Linked DNA regions of Drosophila melanogaster: region 1 is linked to region 2. Evidence: chromatin contacts called from public Hi-C data. All regions are on one chromosome and are shown on one strand. The core of a region is the stretch at or near the end of the contact, and the rest is flanking DNA. Distances in the headings are between cores, read along the strand shown. Region 1 holds the start of HemK1 (HemK methyltransferase 1). Region 2 holds the start of ifc (infertile crescent).

What was found. A called contact is a pair of places that touch in the nucleus more often than the background predicts.
Region 1: a contact with region 2 is called in a Hi-C map of the Kc167 cell line, with 2.7 times the contacts expected there. The contact joins the promoter of HemK1 here to the promoter of ifc in region 2. A contact is called at or near these places in 13 of 107 Hi-C or Micro-C datasets (the Kc167 cell line, the S2 cell line, cellular blastoderm embryo and 4 more) and 1 of 6 datasets of contacts at active chromatin or transcription factors (the Kc167 cell line).

What each region holds. Positions count from the first base shown.
Region 1 is chr2L:6,465,285-6,469,609 of dm6, forward strand. It overlaps HemK1 (HemK methyltransferase 1), which reads right to left and starts at 2,414. Exons shown (of 3, transcript NM_135187.4): 1 at 2,115-2,414; 2 at 1,535-2,055; 3 at 933-1,480. The coding sequence starts at 2,324. The coding sequence ends at 1,240. mmy (mummy) reads right to left here. Exons shown (of 3, transcript NM_001298744.1): 3 at 3,254-4,325. The coding sequence ends at 3,561. It overlaps Rchy1 (Ring finger and CHY zinc finger domain containing 1), which reads right to left and starts at 385. Exons shown (of 6, transcript NM_135186.2): 1 at 245-385.
Region 2 is chr2L:5,984,675-5,989,527 of dm6, forward strand. It overlaps ifc (infertile crescent), which reads left to right and starts at 1,674. Exons shown (of 2, transcript NM_057246.5): 1 at 1,674-2,218; 2 at 2,942-4,180. The coding sequence starts at 1,821. The coding sequence ends at 3,509. It overlaps eIF4A (eukaryotic translation initiation factor 4A), which reads left to right. Exons shown (of 5, transcript NM_001258978.3): 4 at 45-268; 5 at 352-1,235. The coding sequence ends at 496. It overlaps Kdm5 (Lysine demethylase 5), which reads right to left. Exons shown (of 5, transcript NM_001298720.1): 5 at 4,726-4,853.

The sequences.
Region 1 (4,325 bases), core at 1,164-3,663, 480 kb after region 2:
ATATATATACATGTACATATATATGCACATTCATTCATTTACCCAAATCTATATGGTCAAATTTATGTAGAATTTTTAAAATCAATTTCTCGTTTAACGTGTTTCTCGTTTTTGTTTTGTTTCGGCGCTTTTTAAGTTCCCTCTTCTTGACTTTCATCAAGCGCTCATTGTGATATCCACTGAAACTCCGACTTTAATTATGATTTAGCCATTTGTTAATTATACTACACATATGTATGCGTACTTGAAAGTGAAACAACACACACCAGCCGAACGAAGGAGATCGCAGCTCGAAATCGTCAATTGAATTAAAGAGCTACGACAATCTAAATCCGCGTTCCACTCGCGCACCCGGATTCCGCAGACTCGTCCGGCGCGAGTTTCGACTTCCAACTGGCAACGGAAGTTAGCCACTTGTTGCTCCGAGCCACTCTGTCGGAGCTTTTATCCGCTCCGGAGCTTAAAGCTCTCCAGCGGAGCGGTTACAACAAGATTCAGATGCGAAGTCGGGGGATTTATGCACTCGGGTTCATAATTATGGTAATCCTTGTGGACATGTGTCCTTGTTTTCATAATCAGTACACCTATAAGCATTAAAGTGGTAACTTTAAGCAAAAACTTTCTAATTTGCATAGAAATATTCTGATTCTATATATTGACAGGATACACATCTTTCAGGCCAAAAATATGGTTAGCATTTTGCTTATCGCAGATATAGAATACATCAGTTTGATTAAACAGCATTATACTCGATCCGCGATGATCATTAACACCCTCCAATTTATGGCAGCAAGCCTCTGGTTATAAATCATAATCGCCATAGTTTAAATCAGTGACCAGTTATTATAGGTGCATTATACTTTTAACCTATTGATCTTTAAAATCATGTTAATCCATTATTATAGGATCAAAAATGCAGTAGAAAGCCTTAGGTAAAAGTCGTTGTGGTTTTTGTATACTGATAATAATATGGTCATAAATCAAACAGCTAATTGCATTGTGCAATTTATACAGGTATATTTGTGAAGTAATACCGCCTGCGGTTGTTGCTAAAAGATTCAGAGACGAAACTTAAGGATTAATAGCGCTATATATTCTGTTTATATAGGTGTGAGTCTCTGGGCAGCGTGCAGGTATGTCTGGTCTTAAATCAAATCACAGCTAAATGCATGGGCAACGTTATAGCTAATTGCATTGTCAAAGTCATAGCATTCCGTCCTGTCTATGGCGCAATCTCGCCTAGACCTTCTCGATCTGAACGAATCTCTCGCGCTGATACTGGTCACTGTAGCCGGCGATGAACTTGAGCCGGCCCTCGTACTTCAGATTCATAATGGTCTTCACCATCGGCGGGTGGTCGTTGCCCAGTTCCAGCCAGAGCTTGCCACCGGGACGCAGGTGCCGACAAGCCAAGTCGAAAACCAGTCGAGCCACCCTCAATCCATCGGACCCACCGTCCAGGGCATTAAGGTTCTCATACCTGGGGATATAAGATAGTTAGTGCACTGCATCCATCTGGTATAACATCACTTACACCACGACTTCGGGATGCAGAAACTGAAACTCCTCAGTTTTCACATACGGAGGATTGGAGATGATCAAATCGTACTTCTTGTCCTTCAGCGCCTCCGGCAGGTACTTGTCCTCCTCCATGGTGTGGTTGTGTACCTCAAATCGATTCAGCAGCCCCAGCATTTTGGCATTCTCCGCAGCCAGAACGGTTGCCGCCTTGCTACGCTCAATGGCAGTGGCCACCACCTGCGGCAGACTGTGTAGCATGGACAAGGACATGGCGCCCGAGCCGCAGCCCACCTCCAAAAGATCGACGTGCTTTGCGTTCTTGTGATCATCGATCACCAGGCGCATAAACTCCTCCGTTTCGGGGCGTGGAATGAAGACCGACGGCGATGTCTTCAGCGTAATGTCCATGAAGTCCCACTCGCCAATGATGTGCTGCAACGGCATGCGGGCACAACGGGCCTCCAGGAAGCGCTCGAAATCCGCCAGCTGGCCGGGATTTAGCTGCAGCTGGTCAAATGAGTCAGGAACCGAACTCTACGGAACGTAAACATGGTTAGTGATGTTGATAGCCAGCTTTTCTCACAGATACTTACAAACTTCTGCTTCAGGACATGCGACACGATGCATTTCACGTTGAACTTCCTGTCCTCGACGCCGGCGGCCTTGAGCTTTTCCTCCCACTGTCCAATTTCCAGGGCCTTGGTCACGGGAATGTGGGTGCCAGCTGGGGCATTTGTGCCATAGTTGACCTGCTTAAGCAGCCGCGAGGTCGGGCCCATTGACCGTGTCAGTTGTCTGAGCATTATTTCACTTATTATCTAATTGCTATTGATTAACAACAAAATTTTGACGACCCACTGCCTGCAGTTCGTTCCAGCGTGACCGTTTCTCGACCGTTACAATAAACCAGTGGTCGATATTTGAAAAGTGTTCACGCTTCAAGTGTTACCGTAGAGCGGAATAGTGTGACTTAATTTTCGAGTTCTTGGCGGAAAATTTAAACATGCAACATAATTAGGTTGTTCCAATTAAATGGAAAAGCAATATCAAGTGTTCACGCACTGATTGCAGTCGGCCCTTTTTGTTTATTGTTGCGGAAATAGGTCTATTAAGCATAACAATATGAAAAGGGGGAGTTATAATGGTGAATTATAATAATATATGTATGTATGTACATGAATAAAATAACTGTAAGAGAAAGTAGCAAAGCTCGTTAAGCTTTTTAATACTTTTTTTAAGAATATTCCTGACTAGCTTGGTCTAGTTTAATGTAAGTCCCTAGTCTGAAACGTAGGAAAATAGCTAAACTACTACTGGTCCATCAATAATCAATGCAAATTAGAACTGGTTTGAAGCATATGAGCTCTGACGTCTATATAATATGTAAATTTTATAAGAAACCAAGAGCATTACATAATCAGATAGATAGTTAATATATTCTGAGATATTCTGGATACAAAAATAATGACTTCTTAGCAAAAGAACTTCCAACTAAATGGGTTTACATAGTTAAGGTAACTCTTTTCTTTAGAACTCAAGTTGGCACGAAAACAAGAGGTTTGTTTGCCCAGCAATTGCTTTTATATGATTAGTCCATCCAACAAGACATTTCCCTGATATCTATTTAACAACCTTGTAAATAGAGAATGGCGCTTGTTCAAATATGGGATTGGTCTAGAGTATTTCTGCAAAAGATCCATTGCTTGACCAAGAAGTGAAAATTCAATCGCTTGGCCGTACTAATAATTTTTGTATTTTACAACATATTAAAATATTCATATCATTACATGTTCTATATATTGTATATATTCACATTACGATTGCACAATTATTTCAAAAACGAAAAATAAATCAACGGACACAATAGGTAACAAATTTTTACAAGTCTCCTTTAAGTACTGAAATCAATGGAATTTCCGTGCACTAACTACAGTTTGGGGAATCATAAAGTTCATCAACGGTATACGAAAGATTTACAAATAATCGAAACGACTACTATCCGTCCATCAGTCTATGCGTCCATGCAGATCCCCTACATCTTAAAGGTGTCCGTGCAAGGGATCGCGGCTGTCCCGCAGGTAGACGGGACTGGTGAACGACTTGCCCTCCACATGCGAGGCGAGATTCTCGCCGGCGTAGGTGACGAAGGGCGAGATCTCGCAGACTTCGCCATGCACAATGCCACCGGCGCCTTCGATATACTTCTTGTGCAGGCGATGGAGGTCCGAGCGGGCAGTACTGGGGCAATCCTTGCCAGCTGCATCGGAGTTCTTTAGCGCGCTGAACTCTTCGTCGCGTGGCACTTCCATGGCCACGAACTTCTGGGCGAACTCGAAGACGTCAAAGACAAACTTCTCTATCTTGATGCCGTTCGGCTTGTCGGGCGTTAGACGCTTGCCGGCGTTGTCCACGAAGGGAATCTTCTTCTTGGCCACGTGCAGCTTCAGCTCCTGCTCGTATGTGCTGCCAATCTTCTGCAGGAAGTTCGAGCTGAAGAAGTGATTGCAAATGTTGCCAGCACTGAAGGTCAGCCTGCCGTCTGAATTGCGCATCTCGGCTGTTTTGGCCGAGATTTCGCTGTACTCCACCACCTGGTATTTGCCATCGACAATGGCCACCACGCCCACAGCCTCGTTGGGAGCTGCCTTCTCCACCACCTTAGCGGCGCAGTCGGCCTTCTCCTGCACGCAGTAGCCGATAAAAACGGGATCGGCCACCTTGATCAGGATGTTGTCCACGCTATGGGCATGCAGATATAAGACACCACGCTTCTGCATATCGTCCAGAATCCCCTGGCGCTTCAT
Region 2 (4,853 bases), core at 424-2,923:
CAAAGCCGATAAGTTGCTAACAAAAATGTCTACCCATTCTTCAGGTGGACCAACTGACCCAGGAGATGTCTATCCACAACTTCACCGTCTCGGCCATGCACGGCGACATGGAGCAGCGTGATCGCGAGGTCATCATGAAACAATTCCGTTCGGGCTCGTCTCGTGTTCTGATTACCACTGATTTACTGGCGCGCGGTATTGATGTGCAGCAGGTGTCGTTGGTCATCAACTATGATCTGCCCTCGAACCGCGAGAACTACATTCATAGGTAAGTGCTCACCACCTCGCCCCTGAATCTACTCAGCTATGTGCTATACTAAACATGATACCATCACTTTCAATCTATTTCAGAATTGGTCGCGGTGGTCGTTTCGGTCGCAAGGGTGTTGCGATCAACTTTATTACAGATGATGATCGACGAATCCTTAAGGATATTGAACAGTTCTACCACACAACAATTGAGGAAATGCCTGCTAATATTGCCGATTTGATTTAAATTTTTTCTGCTGAGCCGCAAAACAACTAAGAAAGAATTCTAAACAAAAAGTGAGTGAGCAAAACAGCAAACAAGAACTGCGAAATCGATAACCGAGCGCAACTATAAATTATTCAAAGATCAACAAGTCAAGTTAAATATTTATTATTCAAATATTAATTCGAAAAGGCAGCCGACCGACCACCCAAAAAAAGGACTAAACCAGGACAGAGCAGCAACATCTTCAGCAGCGGCGCAGCAGCAGTAACATCAGCAGCAGCGGAAGCGGCAGCAACACCACCACCAATTGCCGATTAGCCGGAACCCCTCTGTATCCATTTAGTTCTCTGTGTATCATCAATTTTAAAACTGCGTTGTCAACCAGCAACAACAAATATATACAAATATATAAAAAAAAAAAAACAAAACTTAAAACAACATTTGCATCTATCTAAAAAAAGTAATATCTGAAACCAGGTACAAGATACCACTTGCTAAGAAGAGCGAGGAACTAAACGCAAAAGCCACAATATCAGAACACCTTTTTGCCGCACCTTTGTTTTAGCTTTTTCTAGAACTATTGATAAAAATATATTAAAACAAAACAAAATACATATGTACACATTATGTTTAAATATACCACTCCTAAAAAACAGCTGACAACCGAAGCAACATTTTACGCTAAACACGAACACACAGCGAATCCACCCAGATCTATAAATGTATTAACATATAGCTATATATCTTTCGGGGTATGGCCAAAAAATATATGGTTGCCGCTATTGGGTGTATAGCATGAGTTGATATAGCTGTGGATATATACAATTGGGTGGTATTGTAGATTATGTTTAACAAAGCGGAAGTAAATTCCTTATCTCAAAACAGTAGAACGAAAATGGCTGTTTTTGAAAAGTTTTTATGTATCTGTTACGTACGGTTTGGGTTAACCTCATATTAACCCAAACCTTTTTAGCCAATTTCATAAGCTTTCGCTTTAAAACCAGCTCTCTAAGCAAGATGAGTTCCAAAAGTTAAACTAATTTTTTAAAACTTTCAACACCACTCCACTGCATATACTTTTAAAACGAAAGCGCAGTGGGTAAGTTGCATTTCGTTAAGCCTTCACATCAACTTATCGGTTGAAATTCTGATAACAAGCTATCGATAATCTATCGATTCGACTCGCAGCCCTATCACGTCAGGTCATATTAATTTTTCAATCCGCCCAGTTGGATGTTTGGACAGTTTCCTTCCTCGCGCCGGTCGATAATGTTGGCCAACTAACACCGACCTGTAGCACGTCACCCGTAATAACCCATAACCGCAACCAGTCCAAGCATCCAAGATGGGACAGAAAGTTTCGCGCACCGACTTCGAGTGGGTGTACACGGAGGAGCCGCACGCCTCGCGGCGCAAGATCATACTGGAGAAGTACCCGCAGATCAAGAAGCTCTTTGGCCACGACCCGAATTTCAAGTGGGTGGCCGGCGCAATGGTGCTCACACAGATCCTGGCGCTGTTCGTCGTGAAGGACCTGTCGTGGTCGTGGCTCATCGTGGCCGCCTATTGCTTCGGCGGCATCATCAACCACTCGTTGATGCTGGCCGTTCACGAGATCTCGCACAACCTGGCCTTTGGACACAGCAGACCTATGCACAACCGGATCTTGGGCTTCATCTGCAACCTGCCCATCGGGTTGCCCATGAGCATTTCCTTCAAAAAGTACCATCTGGAACATCACCGGTACGTGCCAATCGGTTCGAATTCATACCCTAAACCGCACCCTCACGCACACATGGGCATTAACACTTTTCTCTGGGCAATAGGGCGTAGTCACACAGTAAACAGCGAAAACATCATCCCATTCCGCATTTATCCATTTAAAAGCCGGCTTGTGTTGTTCAACACTGATTGCTCTCCATTGGGTTTCATGTGAATTTTCACCCCGCAAACTTGTGAATCAGTTTTCATGTTGTTCCCTTTTGCCGGGCATCGAGTGCGTCTTAATTGCGCCGATTAGATAAGGTTGTAGTTATATGTGTATCCGAATAGGCGCTCAATTGGTCACGTAGCTCAGTGATTTGCCACTCGACTTCTCGGCTGCAAGTCGCGTTCAGTTGAGTCACTGCTTCGCCTTCCGCAAAAAGTTCCCGAAATATTATTCAAACTAATTTTATGAGTGTTGTTTATGTTTACAGTTACAGTCATTCACTATGTTTCTAGTCGTAGATAGTGTTTATCTTATCGCCCAGGTGCACCATTGGGCGGATCATTGATTGTCGTTCAACAACGTCCCAATCCCAAATGTTCGCTTCTCAGTCCCAACTAAGTCTAAAATAAGTCATGTACGTAAATCATCACAAACTATCTGCATTCTAAAAAAATTATATTGCTAACTACATGCTATGCATACATTGTTCACCGTTCACCAGCTCAATAAACTGTAACGTTTATTTGTCCTTTCAGTTACCAAGGTGATGAGGCAATTGACACTGACATACCCACACTGCTGGAGGCGCGCCTGTTTGACACCACATTTGGAAAATTTCTGTGGGTGTGCCTGCAGCCTTTTTTTTACATTTTCCGTCCACTGATTATTAACCCGAAGCCACCTACACGCCTGGAGATTATTAACACCGTGGTGCAGCTAACTTTCAACGCCCTGATCGTTTACTTTCTGGGCTGGAAGCCACTGGCCTATCTGTTGATCGGCAGTATTCTAGCAATGGGACTGCACCCGGTGGCCGGACACTTTATCTCGGAGCACTACATGTTCGCCAAGGGCTTTGAGACGTACTCCTACTACGGTCCGCTCAACTGGATCACCTTCAATGTGGGCTACCACAACGAGCATCACGACTTTCCGGCGGTGCCCGGCTCCAGGCTGCCAGAGGTTAAGCGCATCGCTAAGGAATTCTACGACACAATGCCACAGCACACCAGCTGGACCCGGGTTCTGTACGACTTCATCATGGACCCAGCAGTGGGACCTTACGCACGCGTGAAGCGACGCCAGCGCGGCCTGGCCTCCTAAGCCATCGATGCTATTCAAGGTTTCCTGCCATGAATGTAATCTCAGCGTTAGACCTAAAACGGCTTTTTTATGTATATATACACCGTAGAGACATTTACAGCGGATGCAGAAGAAATAAGGGGAACAACCACACACATAGCACCAGCTAATCTCTGTGATTAGATAAGGGGCATTCGGACACTTGCAGCGGCTGATATGAACAATTACGTGGATATAGTTTTTGGTATTATTGCTAGAGTGTGAGCTTAGTTAGGTTCGTTGGCCTAACTGAGAGGCACTTTCGAGCGCTTTAATTAATTGTTACCTCATAAATTGGAAAGCCTGTTAAATCTAGTGTGTAATACTTGTCCTATTATACTATTGTCTTAGTATTTTCGATACATATTTATATTGCTTTCAGATCATTTATGTGCAGACACGATTTGGTGTGATCAATCTTAATCCTTATCGCCGCCACCCTGGCCGATAGCAAGCCACTAATCAAGCAACCAACTACTATTTTTGATAGACTCTTGAAACTGTTACCTAAGAATAAAGTCTAAATAATTTGACCGGGGTGGCTGCATGTACAGAATACACTATAAAATTTGTAAGCAAACTAATGAAATAAATAACAACATCGTATTGTAACGACTCTGTGACCAATTAAACTTTTTGAAGCTTGCAAAGTTATTGCTTACGCCGATTGCATGTCGCACGTCAGTCATGTGGGCACAGTGCTATCAACTGATAATGATAATTTCGATAAGCACCTGTGGAACGACAAGGTAGGCAATGCGGTTATATGAATTGCTTGCCAGATAACTCACACCTTGGAGAATGTGCACCTAGGAGATCGAGGATGTTTTTCTGCTTTGCAGCCAACTGGATTGGATTAATCATGGCTTAGTTACTTAATCTATATGTCTATTGTATTGTCGTATTGTATTCTACGCCATCTGGAATGCGATGTATTATCAACATGTTCCTCTTTTAAGGTGCTCTTTAAAAGAGCTTTGATCTTCAAAATTTGGTTATCCAGTCTTAATCCGGAGAACCGGAGAACCCTTATAATTATGTATACATTATACATATTTACAATTCTTGGTAGAATTTGGTAGACTGAATGAGTAATGTCCTCAAGTGTCCACAATCATAGGTGTTCTATAGACTAGAAGATTAGAAGACTAAATTTAGAAACACCAACCATTACCACGATCGAAATAATCAACAGCGACACACGTGTTCTTTTAAATACTATTTATATATAATTTATTTAAATTATAGAATTATATATCTTGTTGGGGGAAGGTATCGTGAGGGAAAATGTTTTTATATTTTTGGATCATTCATTGAAATCAATCG